Linked DNA regions of Mus musculus: region 1 is linked to region 2. Evidence: chromatin contacts called from public HiChIP or PLAC-seq data. All regions are on one chromosome and are shown on one strand. The core of a region is the stretch at or near the end of the contact, and the rest is flanking DNA. Distances in the headings are between cores, read along the strand shown. Region 1 holds the start of Msr1 (macrophage scavenger receptor 1). Region 2 holds the start of Tusc3 (tumor suppressor candidate 3).

The links. HiChIP or PLAC-seq counts read pairs in DNA pulled down with a chosen protein or histone mark.
Region 1: an H3K4me3 HiChIP or PLAC-seq map of bone marrow-derived macrophages shows a contact between it and region 2, with 8 times the contacts expected there. The contact joins the promoter of Msr1 here to the promoter of Tusc3 in region 2. A contact is called at or near these places in 2 of 39 promoter capture datasets (hippocampal neurons and liver), 2 of 115 datasets of contacts at active chromatin or transcription factors (both in bone marrow-derived macrophages) and 1 of 9 other capture datasets (macrophages).

The regions. Positions count from the first base shown.
Region 1 is chr8:39,641,293-39,644,459 of GRCm38.p6, forward strand. Msr1 (macrophage scavenger receptor 1) reads right to left here and starts at 1,386. Exons shown (of 10, transcript NM_001113326.1): 1 at 1,317-1,386. The coding sequence starts at 1,328.
Region 2 is chr8:39,004,571-39,008,033 of GRCm38.p6, forward strand. Tusc3 (tumor suppressor candidate 3) reads left to right here and starts at 1,275. Exons shown (of 10, transcript NM_030254.4): 1 at 1,275-1,630. The coding sequence starts at 1,493.

The sequences.
Region 1 (3,167 bases), core at 136-2,635, 640 kb after region 2:
CAAACATGTCAAAAAAGAATATGATCAAAATATATTCTATAAAATTCTCAAAAATGAAAACAGAAAAAATAAAAAAATTAACAAACTGTTCCTAAGTGGAAAGACGAATATATCATTCTTTTAGCTAAATGACTTTAAGAAAGCAGGGATTATTTTTAAAGCTTTGAACAATTTTTATATGTGTAAAATGTTAATATACGATCAATGTAAAGGAATACTTGAAGACTGAAGTAATTTTTAAGCTTGCCTACTACAGAGCTGGCAATAAACTGCATCAGCATTTTTTACGATTCTGTATTACTTTATGAGTTTTGCTTATTTTAGCTTCAAGGCAGTTCTGTGAGCTCTATAGACAGATTCTCTCCTAATCTTGCATTTAGGAAACCAAGACATAAATGGCTTAGGTATTTACTCAATGTTATACAGCTGGAAGTGAGGACCATCAGGTTTGATGCGCTCATATACTGTGAGCTCCCTGGTGCTGCCCCATACATTCATCATTTCAGCTCTGTCACTTCTCTGCCACAGTTCCACATGGCCAGTGATAACACCAGCCCAATTTTATGCTGTGCAAGGCTTACCCACCCATCCAAATCACCCTAAATTGTAACATCCCACCAACACTTTTGCCTTTAAAGCAATAACTCCTCCCATTCACATAGTAGTTACAAAAACTAATTTTATTCTACGGAAGAAGCCCGAATTATATTAGTTCTGCTTGGCCATATGCTTTAAATTGTGAACTTCTTACAAAATTAACTGTATTTTTTTTCTTTGTATCTCTTCCTCATATGTAATTCAAACTGTTGCAGCAGAAGAGACTCGGCAGCCATTCACTCTCTAAGCAAAGAAATATTAATACAGCAATCAGGTTAAAGCCAGAAATTTCACAAGAAGAAAATGGCAAGGAAACACACTAAGCTATAAAAAATACTTTAAACAAAGCCAGCATTTTAACAAAACACACATAGTTATGTGACAAAGTTTGTTTGCTAATCTGACTACAAATTAGTTTGTTTTGTGCATATGTATTATATTTTTATTGAAGACAATGTCAAGAATTTTAACTACCAGTTTACCTGTTAAGCAACAAAACTAAACTACTAGTGGTAGAATAAGAGTTTACTAGAAATTATTGATCAGATACTCTGTCTGTCTGTCTGTTGTGCTCTCTCTCTCTCTCTCTCTCACACACACACACACACACACATACACACACACACACACACACACACACACACACACATACACACTTGTACAAGAGTAGACTCACTGTCAACATAAGTAATTTAAATAAGAAATAAATTAAACTATACCTCTTTTGTCATTGCTGGTAAAGAAGACAGCACTGATTTATCCACTTCCCTCTCTTTACAATTGAAACCTAAAATCTTTATCTCACAGTATTTCAGCATCTAGCCCACAAGGAAAGGAAATGACACAGTTGTGTGTTGAAAACCTTTCTCTGAATTGTACTTCAATAGCCTTCTCTTCAATGCACAAGTTAGCAAAATCTAAATTTGTCAGATAACTCATTCCCTTTCCTTAAAGGACATTGTAAAATGAAAAGGAGAAGTTAAAATTCAAAGAGGAGCAAGAATTTTGGAGCAGGATACAAAATTGACATTCCATCAGCCATCCCTGGCTAATACGTTGTGAGTGGCTTCTACAACATTCATTATTTCTCACTGTGTCTTCTTGCAGTGGTACAGTGTAGAGAAAGATACCATGTTTTGTTTTGTATCACTCCCCCCCCCCACACACACACACTGTCTTTATAGCAAAGAGCAGAACATAAGGAAAGTATACAGCATTTAACCAAGGTAAACAATGATGCTCTTGCTTACTTCAGCTCTCTCTGTGATGCTCTTAGTAAATCATTTCAGCATTTTATAGGACCATGTGGACTAAAGGAGGCTGAAGAGTCAGCTCAAAGGAAAGGAAAACCCTGTACCTTCTGACACGTGGTCAGAGGTTTGTACAGTTTCCTTATCCATTCAGTTACATTCCTCCAGTTAAAGTATAACCCACTTAAAAATTCAATATTGCATTATTAAGATTTACAACTAATATTTCTGAAAGAAATATGTAACATATCCCACAGGCAATTATTGGTGCTCCAAACAGAAGAAATTTTCCCTCCTCCTCCTCCTCCTTTTCTTTCTCAACTTCCTCCTCCTATTATTATTATTATTATTATTATTATTATTATCTCATACAATACATCTTCACCACAGTTTCTCCCCTCCAACACACTCTTCCCAGTTCTGCTTCACATTACCTCTACTCTCCGTATGATCCACTTTCTTTCAGAAAAAGCAGGGCTCAGAGGGATATCAACCAATCACAACATAACAAGTTACAATAACACTAAGCACAAACCCTCATAAGGCTGCACAAGGCAACCCAGTAGAAGAAAAAATGGTTCCAAGAGTAGGAAAATGAGTCATAGACACCTCCCTCCCACTGTTAGGAGTCCGACAAAACAGCAAGGTACAGAACAATTTATAGGCAAAGGACCCAGTACAGACAGGCAGGCTCTGTAATTTCTACTTTAGTCTCTGTGAGCTCCTATGAGCTCTGCTTAGTTCATTCTGTGGATCATATTTTTTCTGGTGTCCTCGACTGTAACAATATTCTGCTACATTCATAGATTGGTACCGAGCAATTGTAATCAGAAGGGCTTTCTCTAGTAGCAGATGGGCGCAGATTCAGAGAGACCCACAGCCAAACATTAGGCAACGAGAAAACCCAAATTAGACATCTCCATTGGGTGCCTCCCCTCGGGAACTTGGGAGACCCCAAGGAAAAGGAATGGGGAGAACTGAAGAATCATGTTTCTTAATAAACTGTGGCTCAAATCAGTAAGCCGAAGGCACCGACCATGAGAAGGCAATGCGTGAAAGAACACAAGAACAATACAGCATTTGAGAAACACAAGTGCTAATCTAATAGCAATACTGTTTATAATAACTGCATGTTAAACGCATCCCTAAGGTAACTAATAAAAAGCTAAAAGTGGGCAGGGGTGTAACTCAGTGGTAGAGCATTTGTGTAGCTTGTTTGTTTAGATTTACTTTTTTATTAGATATTTTCTTCATTTACATTTCAAATGTTATCCCCTTTCCTGGTTTCCTCTATGAAAATCCCCTATAATATTCCCCCTC
Region 2 (3,463 bases), core at 25-2,524:
TGTAACTCCAGTTCTAGGTGCTTAGATACCCTCTGCTGGCCTCTGTAGACACCAGGTGTGCATTTCGTACACATATGCAGGCAAACACTCATATACATACAATAAGAATAAATAAAACTTTAAATAAGGTGATGTAGCATGTGCATGGATACAGGGCTGAACTGCCAAAGTTTGAATTGCTGCTTCATCTTTTTCTAGCTGTACCACATAAATATTGAGTGTTAATGTGTCTATGAAATGTTTACTAAAATTTCCTGTGGTTGTGGAACAACTTTTTTTTTTCATCCTACACTATGCCAAATCAGCAGTATTTATTACTTTTGTATGGAAACTGGCTTTGCCATATCATAGCCTAGTTGCTACAGGTCACATAGAATGTTGTGATCACTACATCAAAAATCACAAGATTGAAACTGCTGTCAGATGCCATCTGTGAGCACTGTTTGACTCTCATGTGACTTATTAGCTATGCCCCTGCACTTTTGTGACCTTTTGTCATGTCTAGCATTTAACTATTGTTTCTCATATTTACAATATTGTCTAATATCTCCCCACTACAAGTATTTGTTGGTTAGCAAAGTGAATTATTTCAATGTGAATATTTGCTTTATAATGGATTCCTTAATAATTATATATATATATACATAAATATATATGGGTGTGTGTATAATTTATGCAGTTAAAAGTACTTTCAATGTCTTTAGGTTTTTCATCAGACTATCAAAGGTGTTTATCGTACAAGAGAAAAAAATCTTTAGGTAGAGGAAACAATGCAGTTACAAGATGCCTTTATTACGCTCTATTCATTTTTGAATAGAAAAATGTTGTTAGTTTCTAGAGCAATGCTGCTAACTTCATGAATAGTGAATGAATAGCTTCTAGCCAGGTTGGCTTCTAAGGGCCCTGATGGGAGGTGGAAGAAACCCCGGGGCAAAGTGTAGAACACTCATGTACATCCAGGCAACTATGTTGTGTTTCAAGTGTGGTAAGGACCTCAAGAGAATACATATAGGGGTCCCTAGCAACTTATTAAAGTGATGGGAACCTTCTGGTGCAAGAAGGCAGCGGGATGTCCTCCTGATCCAGATGGCAGGTTGGCTCAACGGGCTCATTGCACACTCCTGTGCCCTGTGTGCTTAGTGGGCAGCCCAGCGTTGGGTCAGAGGTGAAAGCAAGGGGTTACTTCTTGATGCTTGCACACAGGAAGCCCCGGAGAGAGCAGCGGAGACGCGCGCGCACAGAGCCGCTTTCTCGCCACGCCCACTTCCTGCTCCATCCCGCGCCATTCTTGTCCCTCTCCTGGTGAACCGGATGCGCTGTCAGTCTCCTCCTCCTCCGCGTCCTTAGCCTCCACCCAGCTCCCTGGAGAAGCCGCTGCCACCCCGAGGCCTTGGCCAGGAGAGGCTGCTGGCGACTGGCCTGGCGGGCGCGGGCACGGTAGGAGCTGGGCGCGCACGGCTACCGCGCGTGGAGGAGACACAGCCCTGCGGCCATGAGTGCCAGGGCCGCTCCTTCACGCCGGAGACAGGCGGGCCGCCGGTTGCGCTACCTGCCTACTGGTAGCTTTCCCTTCCTCCTCTTGCTGCTGCTGCTCTGCATCCAGCTCGGGGGCGGACAGAAGAAAAAGGAGGTAGGCTGGATCCCTCGGGCGGTCGCCTCCGGGCGGGGGAGGGCTGGAGTTTGTCGCGTTGCTAGGAAGCCCCGCCGCGTTGCTAGGCAGCGGGGACGTGGGCGCCCCGGGGGCGGGAGCTACGTGGGCGGGAGCGGGTTGGGCGTGTCCCTTGGGCGCCACGGGTTGTGAGTGCTGAGGGTGACCCTACTCCTACATCCTGAAAGTGTGAGCTGAAGTCTGAAAGCTGGTGCTTCTGAGACCCTAGCTGTGCTGTGTGCCTCAGGTGTAGGCCGGACTTTGGATGCTGGTGTTCCTAAAGGGCTTGCTGGGTGTGAAAATACCCTAAGGGGAGTACTTGCAAGCACAGAGGAACTATTTACCCATTATTCTGCTCTTCTTTATGTTAAGACGTCACATTGAGCGTGTTATTCATTCTGTATTCCTAATAATACCCTTGTAGAACTAACTGAATGCTTATGTCTGTGTTCAACCTCAGTGTGTGATCAAGAGAACAGTCGCATTTTTATTTTTAGCTTTTACACTATGCATATTTATTTGGGAAGTTTGGGTCACCTGATTTCAATTTCAACCTATCTCTAGGGCCAAGGCTGAGATTTGACGAATCTAAGTGGGTGGTAGAATAATTCGAGCTCAGTTGTGCAGAATTAATCTGGTCTGTTCGCTTCACAAAAGCATTTGCTTTGGAATTGAGTAGGATTTTTAATTGTAGACCAGTTTGGTAAGAGTATTTTGTTTATACGGTTGAAGATGGGTTTTTCTGTTGAAATTACACAAGTCACGAGGCTCATAAAAAAGAATCTGGTTCAGTTTATTATCAGAATTTCTTATCAGTAGGGTAGGGAGTGAGTGAGCGCACATTGTAATCATTTTCCTTCATTAATTAAAAAGAAATGAAATGTTAATGTGTGTGATTTGTGCACCACTTGGGTAGGTGTCCTAGGAGGAATCTGATCCCCTGGAACTGGAGTCACAGCGGGTTGTGAGCTATCATGTGGGTGCTGGGAATTGAAACCAGGCCTTCTGGAAGAGAAGCTAGTGCTCTAACAGCTGAGCCTTCTTCAGTGCTCTCTCTCATCAGCTTTGCTTGAAACCACCTCAGTATTCACAATTGCCTTTCCTGGCCCCCTCCCCCCACCTTGAGATTTTTTCTCCTCCTCCTCCTCCTCCTCCTCCTCCTCCTCCTCCTCCTCCTCCTCCTCCTCCTTTTCCTATTCCTCCTCTTCCTCCTCCTCCTCCTCTTCCCCCTCCCCCTCCTCTTCTTCCTCCTCCTCCTCTTCTTCCTCTTCCCCCTCCTCTTCCTCTTCCTCCTCTTCCCCCGCTAACTTTTTTTTTTTTTGTACAAAATTCTTGGTATTTTGATAAGAAGTTGGAGAAGCCCTACTGTTAACTTGAAATCGAACTTCCACCACAAACTAGTTAGGTTTTTCCAGCACTTTGTGTCTTGTACATATTTTTCAGAGTCTTAAATTCAGTTCATGAGAAAGGTAGTAGGTTTGTAGCATTTCACTTATTATTTTATTTTTTGGGGTGGGGGGGACTGCTGTGATATACAAAGCAGAGGGCAGTGGTAACCGATGATGACATTCATGGCGTTTGTGACGTTTTCCACATCCAACAGTGTCACCAAAGCCACATTATAAGCTGTAGGGAAAGATATTAGAAAGTTTACAGGTTCACTGATAGTTAGCACCTGCAATCATGAGACTATTTCAATATGTAAAATGATTTAACAGTTAAACCTAAAGTACATATCTCCTTTCCTTAAAAATCCTTAGAACATTGGTTAGACAAGGTATTTTCTAAAAGGAAAAGATTAGGAGCCGTTGAGAT